Linked DNA regions of Mus musculus: all the other regions are linked to region 5. The links are chromatin contacts, called in public Hi-C and promoter capture Hi-C maps. All regions are on one chromosome and are shown on one strand. The core of a region is the stretch at or near the end of the contact, and the rest is flanking DNA. Distances in the headings are between cores, read along the strand shown. Region 1 holds the start of Rad18 (RAD18 E3 ubiquitin protein ligase). Region 2 holds the start of D830050J10Rik (RIKEN cDNA D830050J10 gene). Region 3 holds the start of Pparg (peroxisome proliferator activated receptor gamma). Region 4 holds the start of Tamm41 (TAM41 mitochondrial translocator assembly and maintenance homolog). Region 5 holds the start of Sec13 (SEC13 homolog, nuclear pore and COPII coat complex component).

The links. Promoter capture Hi-C pulls out the DNA fragments that hold promoters and counts their contacts. A called contact is a pair of places that touch in the nucleus more often than the background predicts.
Region 1: a contact with region 5 is called in a promoter capture Hi-C map of pre-B cells, with 8 times the contacts expected there. The contact joins the promoter of Rad18 here to the promoter of Sec13 in region 5. A contact is called at or near these places in 3 of 39 promoter capture datasets (liver, neutrophils and pre-B cells), 5 of 484 Hi-C or Micro-C datasets (B cells, CD4 T cells, CD8 T cells and 1 more) and 2 of 9 other capture datasets (adipose tissue and liver).
Region 2: a promoter capture Hi-C map of pre-B cells shows a contact between it and region 5, with 4 times the contacts expected there. The contact joins the promoter of D830050J10Rik here to the promoter of Sec13 in region 5. A contact is called at or near these places in 4 of 39 promoter capture datasets (hippocampal neurons, liver, pre-B cells and 1 more).
Region 3: a promoter capture Hi-C map of liver shows a contact between it and region 5, with 5 times the contacts expected there. The contact joins the promoter of Pparg here to the promoter of Sec13 in region 5. A contact is called at or near these places in 2 of 39 promoter capture datasets (both in liver).
Region 4: a Hi-C map of B cells shows a contact between it and region 5, with 8 read pairs. The contact joins the promoter of Tamm41 here to the promoter of Sec13 in region 5. A contact is called at or near these places in 2 of 39 promoter capture datasets (liver and pre-B cells), 1 of 484 Hi-C or Micro-C datasets (B cells), 1 of 115 datasets of contacts at active chromatin or transcription factors (embryonic stem cells) and 1 of 9 other capture datasets (embryonic stem cells).

The regions. Positions count from the first base shown.
Region 1 is chr6:112,695,301-112,698,000 of GRCm38.p6, reverse strand. It overlaps Rad18 (RAD18 E3 ubiquitin protein ligase), which reads left to right and starts at 1,331. Exons shown (of 12, transcript NM_021385.2): 1 at 1,331-1,457. The coding sequence starts at 1,407. Gm35824 (a long non-coding RNA gene) reads right to left here and starts at 1,333. Exons shown (of 2, transcript XR_377964.4): 1 at 1-1,333.
Region 2 is chr6:115,674,670-115,677,369 of GRCm38.p6, reverse strand. It overlaps D830050J10Rik (RIKEN cDNA D830050J10 gene), which reads right to left and starts at 1,402. Exons shown (of 1, transcript NR_152134.1): 1 at 1-1,402. Raf1 (v-raf-leukemia viral oncogene 1) reads left to right here and starts at 735. Exons shown (of 17, transcript NM_029780.4): 1 at 735-1,134.
Region 3 is chr6:115,361,037-115,363,736 of GRCm38.p6, reverse strand. It overlaps Pparg (peroxisome proliferator activated receptor gamma), which reads right to left and starts at 1,388. Exons shown (of 8, transcript NM_001308354.1): 1 at 1,320-1,388.
Region 4 is chr6:115,036,526-115,039,225 of GRCm38.p6, reverse strand. It overlaps Tamm41 (TAM41 mitochondrial translocator assembly and maintenance homolog), which reads left to right and starts at 1,352. Exons shown (of 8, transcript NM_026894.1): 1 at 1,352-1,576. The coding sequence starts at 1,442.
Region 5 is chr6:113,739,403-113,742,102 of GRCm38.p6, reverse strand. Sec13 (SEC13 homolog, nuclear pore and COPII coat complex component) reads left to right here and starts at 1,422. Exons shown (of 9, transcript NM_024206.4): 1 at 1,422-1,458. The coding sequence starts at 1,456.

The DNA of each region.
Region 1 (2,700 bases), core at 82-2,581, 1.0 Mb after region 5:
CAAAAGCCCAACATCCTGAGTTCAAGCCCTGCTTCTACTTAGCTGCAGAATGCTCTGCACCAATTACCCATTTTTCTTTCCTTTGAATAATGAGTAAACCAAGTAAGTGCATGATGCAAAAACAAAACAAAACAAAACAACCCAAAGCCACAGGAGTGCTTTGAATACAGGTGGTCTAATATGTGTTAGCTATTACTGTAATAAGTAAACTATCACCTAAATGTTGTTTGTGTTGGTGTTGCACAGTTCATCTGTGACTGTAGGCTAGGAAAAATTAATTGGCTCAGATTACAGGGATTATTTTATGATAAAAACTCAAAAGAATGAATTCCTAACCTGCTGGGTTTTAGTCTTCACACCTGTAAAGTGTCTGTAACAGCCACATCTCTCCCCCTACTTTCCAGGAGAGCTCACATGCCTGGTCCATTGTAAGTCTTCAAAACATACATGTTGAATCGGTGAATGTGTGGGCCACCGGGGTATCAGTGATACCGCAAGCTTCGGGATTCTGTCTTGCGAGTCATCTGGACCAACTTGTGGCCCCTGAGACCTAGTACAGCGGAGGCCCACAGAAGGCAGAAGATGAGTGCTGAACTGAGTAGCCAGGCTGGCTGTGTGTTGGTCAGCGTTCCACATCCAGATAATGGAGCTCTGGTTAAATGAGCCTAAAAGGAACCTTTCTGGAGACAGGTCCGGGAGATAAGGCGTCACCTGGGAGATGGAAGAGGGTGAGGAGCCTCTCAAGTAGATGGAGTAATTTGATAAAAAAGAATGTGGGTTCCTGTTAAACTGATTTAATAACACTCTTTGCTAACACTGGTCCTTTTATACATGGGGACTATCTGAGAACTAAGTGCCAATATTAGCCGTGGTTACCTTTGAAGAACAGAGGCTCTATGTGGCTCTCGTGGATGCTTACAGAAAGAGGAGTTGAGACAGAAGTGTAACTTTAGATATTTTCAAGGAGCAAGACAGATCTCTAAAGCAACCAGAGATTACTACCTGAAGAGGGAAGACCTGAGCCTAGATCTTGAACTCTCTACCAAGGCTTAGGCTTCATTTGGTTTCTTTTTCCTAATATTCAATCACCTTCCGGAATCTTTTGTTTATTCATTTTATAAGACAGATTAAAGCTGCTTTTAATCTTTCACTTATCTTCTTGTCTCTCGGGATCCAAGAGGTCCAAACGCCTGCATCGCTCCAGGCTACGCCCTGGAATGTCTCACTTTTTCCCCTTCGGTCTTCCGAAGCCGCTAACGTCCAACGCACAAGAACTACAGCTCCCAGCATGCCGTGCGCTCGCCGCGAGCGCGCCGCACGTAGCTGACGTACGGTGTAGCGCGGGGAATTTCGAGTAGAGGAGCTGCGTGGCGGGCCGGTAGCTGGCGGTCTCATCAGGTGCGGCCATGGAGGTCCTGGCCGAGCCGCGATGGCCTCCGGGGTTGGCGGTGATGAAGGTGAGTGTCGGGGGAAGGCCGGGGCGCGGACGTCGTCGGTGCGAACAGGCACCCCGGTCCGCGCGCCGCCGCCTCGGCCCTAACCTGGCCTCGCGACGCCGGTCCTCAGTTTCCAACCCCCGAGACGGTCCGGGAACGCGCCGCGGCCCTGCGCAGTCAGCCTTAGGTCGCCGCCCTAACGAACCGGATGTTTTGGGTTTCTGTCACTATCACCGCGTCTCCCCGTAAAGTAGTGTCAACGATGGTGACATCACATCCTACGAGGACTCCTGTGTTAACAGTGACACCACTCGTGATTTGTGTGGACGTTGCATCGGATGACATTTTATAATCAAGCAGTATAGCAGAGGGTCCGCTTATCATGGTTTTCCATTTCTGGCTGTGGTCCAGAAGTCCTCCACGTTCTTAACACACTGCATCCGGCTTCCCTGCCTAATGTGCCCTCCATGACTCAATAATGACGCATCTCTCTTTATTTAACTTTTATTTATTTTATTAATTTAGGAGACGAGGTCATACCCTGTAGCCCCTGGCTCACATCTTTTTAAAAGAGAGACCAGGACCTAGACCCAGCGCTTAGCCTTTCCTTTTAAGGAATTATTGCATACTGAATTATCTCCCTTAAATAACATTTAGTAGGATGTGTTGTTTGTTTGTTTGATTGTTTTTGAGACAGGGTTTCTTTGTGTAGCCTTGCTCTTGTAGGACCAGGCTGGCCTTGAACTCAGCGAGATCTGCTTGTCTGCCTCTGCCTCCCAAGTGCTGGGATTAAAGATGTGTGCCACCTCTGCCCATCCGGTGGATGTTTTTTGTTTTGATGTTTGTTTTCTACCAAGATTGGGTAGCCCTCCTGCCTCTGTCTGCTGAGTGCAGCAGGCTTACGTTGTATCTGTTATAACCTAGACGGTTTCCCTATGACAGTTGGTTATTCTTTGCTTTTATAATTGTTGTTTTTTGAGACAGGGGTTTTTTTGGATATCCTTGGCTGTCCCGTAACTAGCTCTGTCCTCTGAGTGCAGGCTTTTTCCTTCTGTTCTTACAAACAATGCATCTATTACAACCTGAACATTTCCCTTCCACAACTGATTATTGTTTGTTTTATTTTGTGTGTGTGTGTTGTTTTTTGAGACAGGCCTCCTTTGTTGAATCCCTGCCTATCCCAGAACTAGCTCTGTAGACCAGGCTAGCCTAGAACTCACAGACCTCAATGCCTCTGCCTTCCAAGTGCTGGGATTAAAGGCAT
Region 2 (2,700 bases), core at 153-2,652, 1.9 Mb before region 5:
TTGAGCTCGAGGCCAGCCTGGTTTACAAAGTGAGTTCCAGGACAGACAGGGCTGTTAGACAAAGAAACCCTGTCTCGAAAAACCACAATAAATAAATAAAATTGAGAACCTATTTCAAAGAGGGGAAAAAAAAAAAAAAGCACAATTGACAATACACATTGCCCTCCAGGTGTCTATTCCACGGGGGCTGTACGAAGACGCACAACAGGCTTCAGTTTACGGTGGGCCATATTGTCGCATCAATTTTAATTTTTTTTTCTTTTTTGAGACAGGGTCTCATGCAGCTCATATGACCGTGAACTCCCGACCCTCTTGCCCTCACTTTCCAAGCGCTGGCATTACAGGTGTGCAACACCATACTTTTAGTTTTTGGTCAACTTGGTGTACTACAGCGAACACTCCATCTACAAATGAGGAACCTGAGGTTTCACATAGCATGAGGGCTTTCCCACAAAACCCCTAGGCCGCCATTCTCCACGGATGTCAACTTCGGAGAGGAAGCACCAGAGCTGGAGCCCTGTGCCGTGTGTCACCAGGCGCGTCTGGCCCGCTGAGGGCCTCGCGGGTGGCCGGACCGCGGCTGCAGCCCAATACCACTGGCCTCCAACCAGAAACAGTCACTCTGCTACCACGGAGTCAACCCCGAAATGGCGGCCGCAGGACCGCGAGGCCACGCCCCCGGAGGCGGGGCCACATTCCAGGCTCGAGCGATAGATCCCCGAGCCGAGTTTTAAGCGGACTGCCGAGCCCAGGAGCTCGCGCAGAGGCAGTGAGCCCGGCGGCGCCGCAGGTCGTGGAGACGAGTGTCGAGCGCAGGGCTAGCTCGCCCGGGATAGCCTGAGAGCGTCTTCTTCGCGGGTGCTGGTGCCGCCATCTTGGATGGCGGGAGTTAGAGCCGAGCGGACTTGAGGCGGGAAGGCTTCTCTGTTGTTCTCCGCAGGCCCTCGGACGGGCCAGCTGGCCGAGCTTTGGGGCGCGTGCCCTGAGGCGCGGGGCGCTAGTGCAGCGATGCGGGGCCTCCCCGGGGCCCCGTCCCCCGGGCTGGGGACACGCCGAATGTGACCGCAACCAACGCGTTCTCTCAACCACCGCTGCCGCTGCACGACGGGACCCGGCACTGCCCGGCTCCCTCAGGTAGGCCACAGGGCTGACGGTGCGACCGTGGGGCGCAGGGTCGGCCAGGCCGCTGTCATCCTGGTGGCGGGCCGGGCGCGGGCCGGGTGTCATGGCCGGCGAGCCAGTTTCCACACCCCTGCTCAGATTTCCCAGTGTTTCTCGGAAACGTGCCAGCGCCACTCCGGTGCCCAGCGAGCATTCCTCATATTTTGGCAATGGGGGAAAAAAAATCCTCCCAGAGCTGCCCAGTGACTGTGTTGTCACTGGGATGGGCTCGTTCTTTTTTCTCTCGGGCTGCAGAAGTGGGGGGAGCCCGGCCTTGCACCTCCTCTCGGGCTGCTTCGCTTAAGTGACACCCTTTTAGGGAAGACAAGAGGAATCGGGGAAGGCAGCGAGAGAAACCGGTCAGGGTCCCGCCTCAAAGGCTTGCGACCTCGCCTGGGGCTTCCAAATGGGTGGCCCGGGATGCTCGCGATCGGGAGCCAGGCTGCCTTTTGTGTGAAGCGACAACCTCCCAGGCTTTTGCAGAGCCGGTGCATGGATGCAGAGTTGGGACACAAACGAGGTGACCGTGTTCATTCATTGTTCTCTCTCCAGGGCCCAGGGTGTGCCTCTGGTTTTCATTCTTTGTTAGGAGGGACAGTCGAATCTCTTCTTTCCCGGTTGAGACGTAACTGGGTCCTGGGGAATGGGCCAGGTCTGTGTATAGAAGTGGGGAATGAATTCAGGGCACGTCTGAATGCCTGCAATGCGTCCTGTGGGGTCGTTGGAGACTCAGCTCCTGGGGCGTGAAAACAACCGGAGGTGATAAGGCTTGTTTTCCCAAGTGTTCTTGGGATTTAGAACAGTTAGGTGCAGAGTCGAGAAGCCCTGAGGTTCCTTGCTTGCTTCTGCGCGGAGTTTGAAGGACTGTTCCGCCAGGTGAGGCAGAGGGGAGGACATTGTCGGCGGAGGGAACAGCTGGCACCAAGGCTCAGAGGCATAGCCTGCGGGAGTTGGGATGATTTGGGGGAGCAGCTAGTAAATGTGGGGTGCAGGAAGACAGACGTCAGGGTTCAAAAGGAAAAATTGATCGCTTGTGAAGGGTCTGTGTGATGGATAGTAATGAACTAGTTCATTTATTAATTAACTTCATGTTGTGAATGTTTAGTTCTTGCTGGTTACTGCTTTGCTCCCCTCCCGCTATGGTAGTGAACAAAATTTACCTTGTTAAGTCTTGCTAACCAGTTTTGGTAATTGATAGAAAATGTTTTGTGCTTGCTTGATCACTGGTTCCTATTTGGAGATACTCTTGCAGCTATTTCTAAGGTTAACACATTCCCCAAACAGACAGAAATTGGCAGATTATAGAAAGCACCTGAAGAAGTGTAGCATGAAAGTATTTTTAATTAACCCTATTTATGTAGTAGACTCTTTTCTTTGGACAGAGTCCCCAGGTTGCAGCTTTGTTAAGACGTCTGCAGCCCTGTGAACATTCTTCTTCTAAAATAGCTCCTTCGATTAAGGCTTATGCTGAAGTGGCTATTTGGAAGTGAAGACATCAGGAGCAGTGTCCAAATCTTTGGTGCTGTGAACCACTGAAAA
Region 3 (2,700 bases), core at 139-2,638, 1.6 Mb before region 5:
TTTTTTAAAGTGTAATTTGCCCTTTTCTGTTAAAGTGATTCTGAAAGATGTAGTGACATGAATGTTAGGAAAACCAGCTCCTTTAAAGGAAATATACTTAATTATTAAAAAATAGTTATCACAAAAAATATCAAAGTAGTCTTAAGTATTGATGTGTATAATGTTTCCAGGTCTTTTAGTTCTAATGTGTTTAGAAGAACTTATAATCTTTGAAATATAAAAGACCGAGGAAACAGCATCAAAAAACTCTTCGGCCTAGAGGCATCAAGAACTTCAGACTTCACCGGCGCCATTGTTCTTCAACAGTTTGAAGAGTTTGAAACTTTTACATATGAAAAAGATTTTTTTCCTTAAAAAGAAAACTGTCAACAATCTTTTCCCTTCTAGTGAGCTGCAAAAGCGTGAGGTGACCACCAGTTGCTCCTTAGATCTTCTCACTGAAGATATAGTTCTCAGCAAATTAAATATGAAGTAGCACTGGAGTGAGCAAATTTACACAAAACACACAGTAAAATAAAAATCGAGGGCTTTATAATATGTTTCACTCCAACTAAGGCATGACACTGAGTTAAAATGTTCATATATTAAAATTAATATTTCGGACATTTACTTTAGAGCAAATGTGGTTGAAGATAAGACAACAGAGAACTTATTTTAAAGTTGAAACCCAATCTTCTGAAATGCTGCTCCAAATGCTCGTAGTATCTATGAGTGCTTCTGTCAAACTTGCAAGAGAACTATCTCTTTGAGTAGTCATAGCGTATATCCGTTCCTACCCTAGCCAGGTTTTAAATCACAGAGCACCTGGAGTTAGTTACATTTTTAGTCAGCAATTGATCACTTAGCTATGGACGACAGGAAGACTCCCACAGAGCACCTGATATCTTTGGAAGACCTGCCCAAGTCCAAGACTAAGTTATTCATTTAATAACTCCAGTTAACAATTTGCTTCGTGCATGATAATAAAGAGTTGACATTACAATAATGAACTCCAAATCAAGAGGCTTTCCAACTGTTAGCTATCCTACAACTTGGTTCATCTGGTTTTGTTTTCAAATGATCATTTAATTTTACATTTTTGTCCTTCATCCTGCTAAAAAGGGACACCTTTTAGCCTCTTCCTCACAGAAAACTTAACTTTTCTTTTTTCCCTTCTGAAATAAATGGCACGACCTCCCCCCTATTAGCATCAGAAGCAAAGCAGATTCTTAACAGTACAAGAACACAGCCAGACCATCCTGATGTGTAAGAACTTGGGGGCAGTTTGGCCACTTCACTACACACACCAACAAAAACGTGATGACGATGGGGCCACTCACCTACTCAATGGGAGTTAAGAAGAATTTAGCGCTGCAGCCTTCAGATCCCCAGCAGAGGTCCAGGCCCCTTCTTGACCTCCTCGCGTCCCTTATATAAAAGCAGCCCAGGCTACTCCCAGTTTCTGCCTCCTCACCTTAGGCTCCTCCCCAATCCCAAGCCATAAAGCACCGGGAGCCACACACCCACCTTCCGCCCCCAGCACGAGGGCTGCCTACTCCCGTGAGCCGGGCCCTGTGCTCGCCCCCTGCTTAGATTGAAGAGGGGCACTGGCGGGGCGGGGCCTTGGCGACAGTGACCCCGCTTTCCTCACACCTGGTGAGCCCCGGGCAGGGGGCCGTGGGCCAAATCGCCTCCGTGATCACGGGCGCATCCTCCTCCCCACCCTCCGACCCCTAGAGCCTCAGGGCGACCGGTGGCTGCTGGCGAGCCCCTCTCTAAATCTGTCACCAGGATCCGCACAATGCGGTCCCCAACGCGGTAGTTCTGGAGACCTGGCTTTCCTGTCAGGGTCTGGAACAGGGGCAACCCTGTTCCGCGCTCACACACATGCCTGCCTGCGCACCCTCTCAGGGAAGCACTGTGGCCCTCCGCACCGTGCCGGTGCCCCTCACGAGGACAGTCACCCTGTCAGTCACACTCGGCTCTCCAGGAGGGTGACCGGTCCTCAGCCGAGACCCCTCACTCTGTCCCTGAGTCCGCGACCCCGCCCCGCTATCACTCTCTCGCTCTTCTCTTGTGTGACTTCTCCTCAGCCCGCGCGATCCCCTCAGACCCAGACTCTGTCACCTTGTCTGTCACATTCGGTCCTGTCAAGAGTTTGCCTTCTCCTCAGCCGGGGTCCCTTGAGTCAAGATTCTGTCACTTGGTCACTCTCCGTCCTGTCGGAGTGTGGCTTTCCAGCCCGTATCCCCTCTAGTCGAGACAGGGTTAGGCTGTCAGTTACGCAGCCCTGTCAGAATGTGACTTCTCATCCCGAGTCCCCTCAGCGGAGACCCAGTCACCTAGCCAGTCAGATCCAGACCCCACAAGCCGAGACCCCCCCTCACCTTGTCTGTCACACAGTCCTGTCAGAACGTGACTTCTCAGCCCGCGTCCCCTCAACCGAGACCCCGTCAGGCTGTTGGTCTCACAGGCTCCTGTCAGAGTGTGACTTCTCCTCAGCCCGTCCCCTCAGCCCGGTCACCTTGTCGTCACACTCGGTCCCCTCAGGCTGCGCGCGACCCAATACCCCAGCGCAGCGCCCCAGGTCTCTTCTTCCGCGTCCCTCCGGCGGGCCGCGTGGCCCGGGGCGACTCTGACCTGAGGCGGCGGCTTGGCGGGTGCTGTGCGTCGGTGAGGCCGACCCGACCCGAGCGCCCCAGGCGGCTGCCGCTCTGAGTG
Region 4 (2,700 bases), core at 103-2,602, 1.3 Mb before region 5:
GATTGAAATTTTAAGAATATGTAAAGACGCTCTTAGCGACCGGGACTGCTCTAAGGTCTGCCCCGCGCAGGACAGCAGACAGCGTGTTCTACCATCTTTCCCCAAGCCTCTGAATAAAGTGTTTAAACAAGCCCCCCCCCAAAAAAAAGAATATGTAAAGACTGTGGGACTTTTAAAGTTATTTAGATCTTGGGGATGAATAAGAATGTAAGGGTTGAGGCTTACTAGTGATGTGTTTGTGTATCAGGTTGACAAGGGGTCAATTGTACTGGCTAGTTTTGTGTCAACTTGACACAGCTGGAGTTATCACAGAGAAAGGAGCTTCAGTTGAGGAAATGCCTCCATGAGATCCAACTGTAAGGCATTTTCTCAATTAGTGATCAAGGGGGAAAGGCCCCTTATTGGTCAGACCATCTCTGGGCTGGTAGTCTTGTATTCTATAAGAGAGCAAACTGAGCAAGCCAGGGGAAGCAAGCCAGTAAAGAACATCCCTCCATGGCCTCTGCATCAGCTCCTGCTTTCTGACCTGCTTGAGCTCCAGTCCTGACTTCCTTGGTGATGAGCAGCAATGTGGAAATGTAAGCTGAATAAACCCTTTCCTCCCCAACTTGCTTCTTGGTCATGATGTTTGTGCAGGAATAGAAACCCTGACTAAGACACCATCCCTGAAGGGGCAAGAAGACTTCTCTGACTCTAAAATTGAATGCAAATGTGAGGGAATATTTATACAATATGTTTCCTTTTATGGAACATTTATTTATTATCAGACTTGAAAAAGACCTTTAACATGAAGAAACCACAGTCAGTTTCTAGCAATCACAATCCCCTGGGCCGGCATGTTTTACATTTCTTTTGTTTTTCTAAATCTTCAAATGCTCCTACAACTTGGCACTAGAGGTGATAGCTCCACAAGGTTGTGAATGAGGTAGTTCATGCTTTCATCTTAGCCCTTTGGAGACAGAGGCAGGTGGATGGCTGTGAGTTCGAGGCCAGCTTTGTCTATATAGCAAATTCCAGGGCTGTTGCACAGTGAAACCCTGTCTGAATGCTTTGAGGCCAGCCTGGTCTACAGAGTTAGTCCAGGACAGACAGGGATACACAGAGAAACCCTATCTCAAAAAAAAAAACAAAAAGCAAAAAGAAAATCAATATAAGGATGATTTAATTAATTAAATGGTTTAATAACCATTCGTAGTTTTAGTGCTACAAAGGATTTGCTAGGCTCTATAGCAGGTTGTCACAGGATAGACATGTAATGTGCTCCTCCGCCGGCTAGAGGGCGCTACGGAGCCTCGGCCTCCCCGCAGGTTGCCAGCTGCCCGCTCTGAAGCGCGCGTGCGTGGAGGGGCGGGACCGGGCGGAAGCGCGGTCCGCACGACCGGGAATTGCGAGCACAGGGTCGGCACAGCACCGTCTGTCCCACCGGCGGGCCAGCCCGCCCATGGCGCTGCAGGCGCTGCACAGCTCGGGCGTGGGCCTGCGCAGGATCCTGGCTCACTTCCCGGAGGACCTGAGTTTGGCCTTCGCCTACGGCTCCGCGGTGTATCGCCAGGCAGGACCCAGTGCCCACCAGGAGGTGAGTCGGAGGCCCCCTAGTTCCCCGACCAGTCCCATGCCTGGCACCTGTTCGCCCTCGCCGTTCCTCGCATGCCTTTCATTCCTGCGGAGCCCGGACACGCCAAGAGCCAATTGTTGAAATGTTCATCCTAGCAAAGTGTCCTTCGGTGTGAGCGGAATTTGGATTTCCCTGGTCAGGGTTGGCTGAAGGCTGCCCTCGAACTCACAGTACTGGAATTAAAAGGCTCGTGTTGTCACGCCAGGCAAATCTATATGTTTACATTTACTTAGTGATTATATAGCAAGCGCACCTGTACTTCTGCGCACACTTGAAGGTCACAGGACGACTTGAGGGAGTTGTTTCTCTCCTTGCACCACGTGGGTCGTGGTAGGTTGAACTCAGTTTATCTGGTTTGGCAGCAAGTGCTATTATATGCCGATCCATCACCAGCCTGAGCTGATAGGATAAGTGAGGCATGAGTAGTCTGTCTCCAATCTAAGTTGGGAGTGATGAGGAAGAGGTGGTGGCATTGCAGAGATGTAGTGGGAAGGGGGAAAAAACAAAGTAGCAGGTCCTACTTAAGTGTTTTCAGCCTTTGTCATTGGAGTTTTCCATAGCTTTTTAGCAATACAAAGACTGGTTTTGTCTGCAGGGATTGATTTCATTGGCCTAGGACTTTAGCAGTGTGTAAAACATCCCAGGTGACTAATTGGAAGCTAACTTTGAAAATCCCATCGAAAGATAAGGAGAAAATACGGAATGATCCGTGGGCTTCAGGAAGTTGATGGACTGGGTGTAGGGCCCAGGCAGGTAGCACATTTATTCAGGTCAGCACATTGAACAGGAATCTAGTTAGGATTGAGGCTTGTTACTCCAGAGTACGGAGTCTCAGTCACTGTACAGTAGGGCATCCTGGGTCTAGCTCCTGGCCAGGTCTTTCTTCCAGTTAAAATTCACCTGGTGTTTCTTGAATTTCTTCTACATCCTACCGATTTTCTCTAACAAATGGGAAAGTATGGATCATGGGCATATGAGAAATTGTGAGCTGTCCAGTTACTTCATATAGATTATCATAATTATACATTTTTTTTTTTACAATCATCCTTCAGTCAGGCATTGTGGTGTACCCACTTGTAATCCCA
Region 5 (2,700 bases), core at 173-2,672:
TCTGTTTTACCCTAAGTATCGCCTCCTCAAATCCCTGTAAAAGTTCTCCATTGGAGGAGGAAAGAGATCTCAAAGGCACTGTGGTGGTGATAGTGACAGCCAGGGGTGAGGGCGGTGTCATGATATAAGGCTGCCACTCTCCAGGCCCCTCTCCAAAAAGCCTTCACACTCCTTGAGTCTTGGCATCTTGCTGGTAGCTATCTTCAGCCAAGGTATTCAATCCCAGTTTCAACATACGACCAGAAAGATTTTTTTTTTCAAGACAGGGTTTCTCTGTAGAGCCCTGGCTGTCCTGGAACTCACTCTGTAGACCAGGCTGGCCTTCAATTCAGAAATCTGCCTGCTTCTGCCTCCCAAGTGCTGGGATTAAAGGCATGCGCCACCACTGCCCAGCAAAGGATTTAGCTAATGGGAGTGGAGGTTCTACTCTGGGCCACTTGGCTTCTAAGTGTGGTGGGGAAATGTGACCACGTGCATCTGAGGAGCTGCCCTGGGGCTCTGTGTTCCCCTTTCAGTGCTGTGTAAGCACCAAAGCTAAAAACAAGAGTTTGGGGAGGTTCCAGTTGTTCTCCCTTGAAACAGTCAGACTCCCAGGGACTTGAGACTCTCTGCTTGCCATCCCTTAAGAAAGCTGGTGCATTTTTGTATACTATCATATCAACTAACAATGAAGCTTTGACTTCTTCCGTTTCAATTTGTATCCCCTTGATCTCATTTAATTGTCTTTTTGTTCTAGGTAGAACTTCAAGTACTATGTTGAATAGATAGTGAGAGAGTGGTCAGCCTTGTCTTGTCCCTGAATTTAGTGGAATTGCTTTATCCATCAACGTAATTTACCATATAAACAAACTGAAAAAAGCCCACATGATCATCTCATTAGATGATGAAAAAGCCCTTAACAATATCCAATACCCCTTCATGTTAAAAGTCTTAAAGGGATTATGGATACAAGGACCATACCTAAACATAATAAGGCAATATACAGCAAGCCAATAGTCAACATCAAATTAAATGGAAAGAAACTTAAGCAAGACCTAACAAAGCACTAGCCCAGTCTACTTGAGAAATTAACCTCTACGATGGTCATGATAAGCCAGTGGGACCCGGAACCCGCAGAAAAGGAGAGTGAAGCTATAATGACTAGTCATTTTATGTATGCATCTCAGGAACCAGAAAAAACTTAGTCTAAATAAAAAACCTGCTAGCGACGGCTTCAAATCATAAAATCCCTGGATTAGGGTCGCCACAGCAACCAGAGCCCAACAGTAGCCAAGATAAAGGCAGAACTGCAGGAGGGCGGGGCCGAGGATCCAGAAGACGCGGAACCTTTGTGTGAGTCGAGTGTGTTGCTGACCGGAAGATCCTGGGTGACAGCCTGCCGGCTGCGGGCCGGCACCGGAAGTGAAGCGTTTTGAGCTGCCACGTCCGAGGCCGTGGGTCGCCGCTGCTGCAGCTATGGTAAGTGTCGCGATCCCTGCGATAGTCGTGGCTTTGAGACAGACCACCTCTACGTCCTCAAAGTTTGCTTGTCCTGCCTCTCTCTGGGTCTCGGAGCGGGAATTTAAGGCAAGGCCACTGGGCCTTCCGGAACTCATAGGCCCGGGCTGCGAGCCCACCTCCTGCCCGTCTCGTGTCTTGTCCTCCAGAATTGGAAAAACAGCCAAAGCTATCATAGGATCTACTGCCTGACAAGCCCTTAGTGCGTTCCCACGATCGCTCACATCCTCTGCCTGCGCGTAGCCTGCGGAGCAGATGCTACTATCATCAACACTTGGGCTAGGCAGTGGCAAGCTAAGATCCAAATTCTCCTCATCATTCGCCCTGCCACCCACTACCTCAGCAAAGGAGGTGGAGGGATCAGTTGCTTGGACACAGGACTCCCATGTGTGATGGTCCCTTCGGGAAACTGATGACAGGCCTAGCTGAGTGACTCCAGGGCATCGTCTCAGCTTTTTATTTCTGTTTCTTATTTTTGAATTTACATGGCCTCTGTGGTATGTCTTTCACCGCACCCCACTCCGTATAATACTAAGGGAATGAAACTCTGGAAGTCTTAGACCCTGGTTGGCGCAGCGGTGCAAGGAGCTGCCTCCTTCTGTTGGCCTTTGGCTCTTTTGTTGCCAAGTTGGAGACTCATACACAGGTTCATTCTAAGTTTGTACCTGGTGTGATTCTGATGAGCTGAACTGTTTTGAGTGCAGCTTCTTACTGTGTTCCAGCAAGCGCATAAGTGTCCTTATAAGATGCTCCGGAGGACTGCTCCAAGAGCTTTAAAATACATAGCATCCCAAAGTGTGGATCATAACCCATGGCTGCTGGTTAAGAATGGTCATAAGGATGCCAGCTTTCCAAAGTCCTGTGGGTCACCAATAGAAAATTACTTTTCCTTGAGCCAGTTGGGATTGTGGGGAATTCTTGGTCACATCACCCACCTTATATTGGTGTGTGTTGGGGGAGGGGGTTAGAGGATTAGTAGATAAGATTGTTGCCAGCAGTGTGGTTTTGGTAAGGGTGTTTTCTTCACTGCCACCTTAAATTGATTAGTTTTTCTGTTGACTATAATTGATTGCTCCTGGTGCCTCTCCAATGCTCACGGGAAAATGTCATTGTCTCCAGGCAGGTGCTGCTCCTCTTTCTCTAATCTTTGCCGACACTTTTCAGAGCATTTAAGATTCTCAAGGAAACACACTTACTTATTCA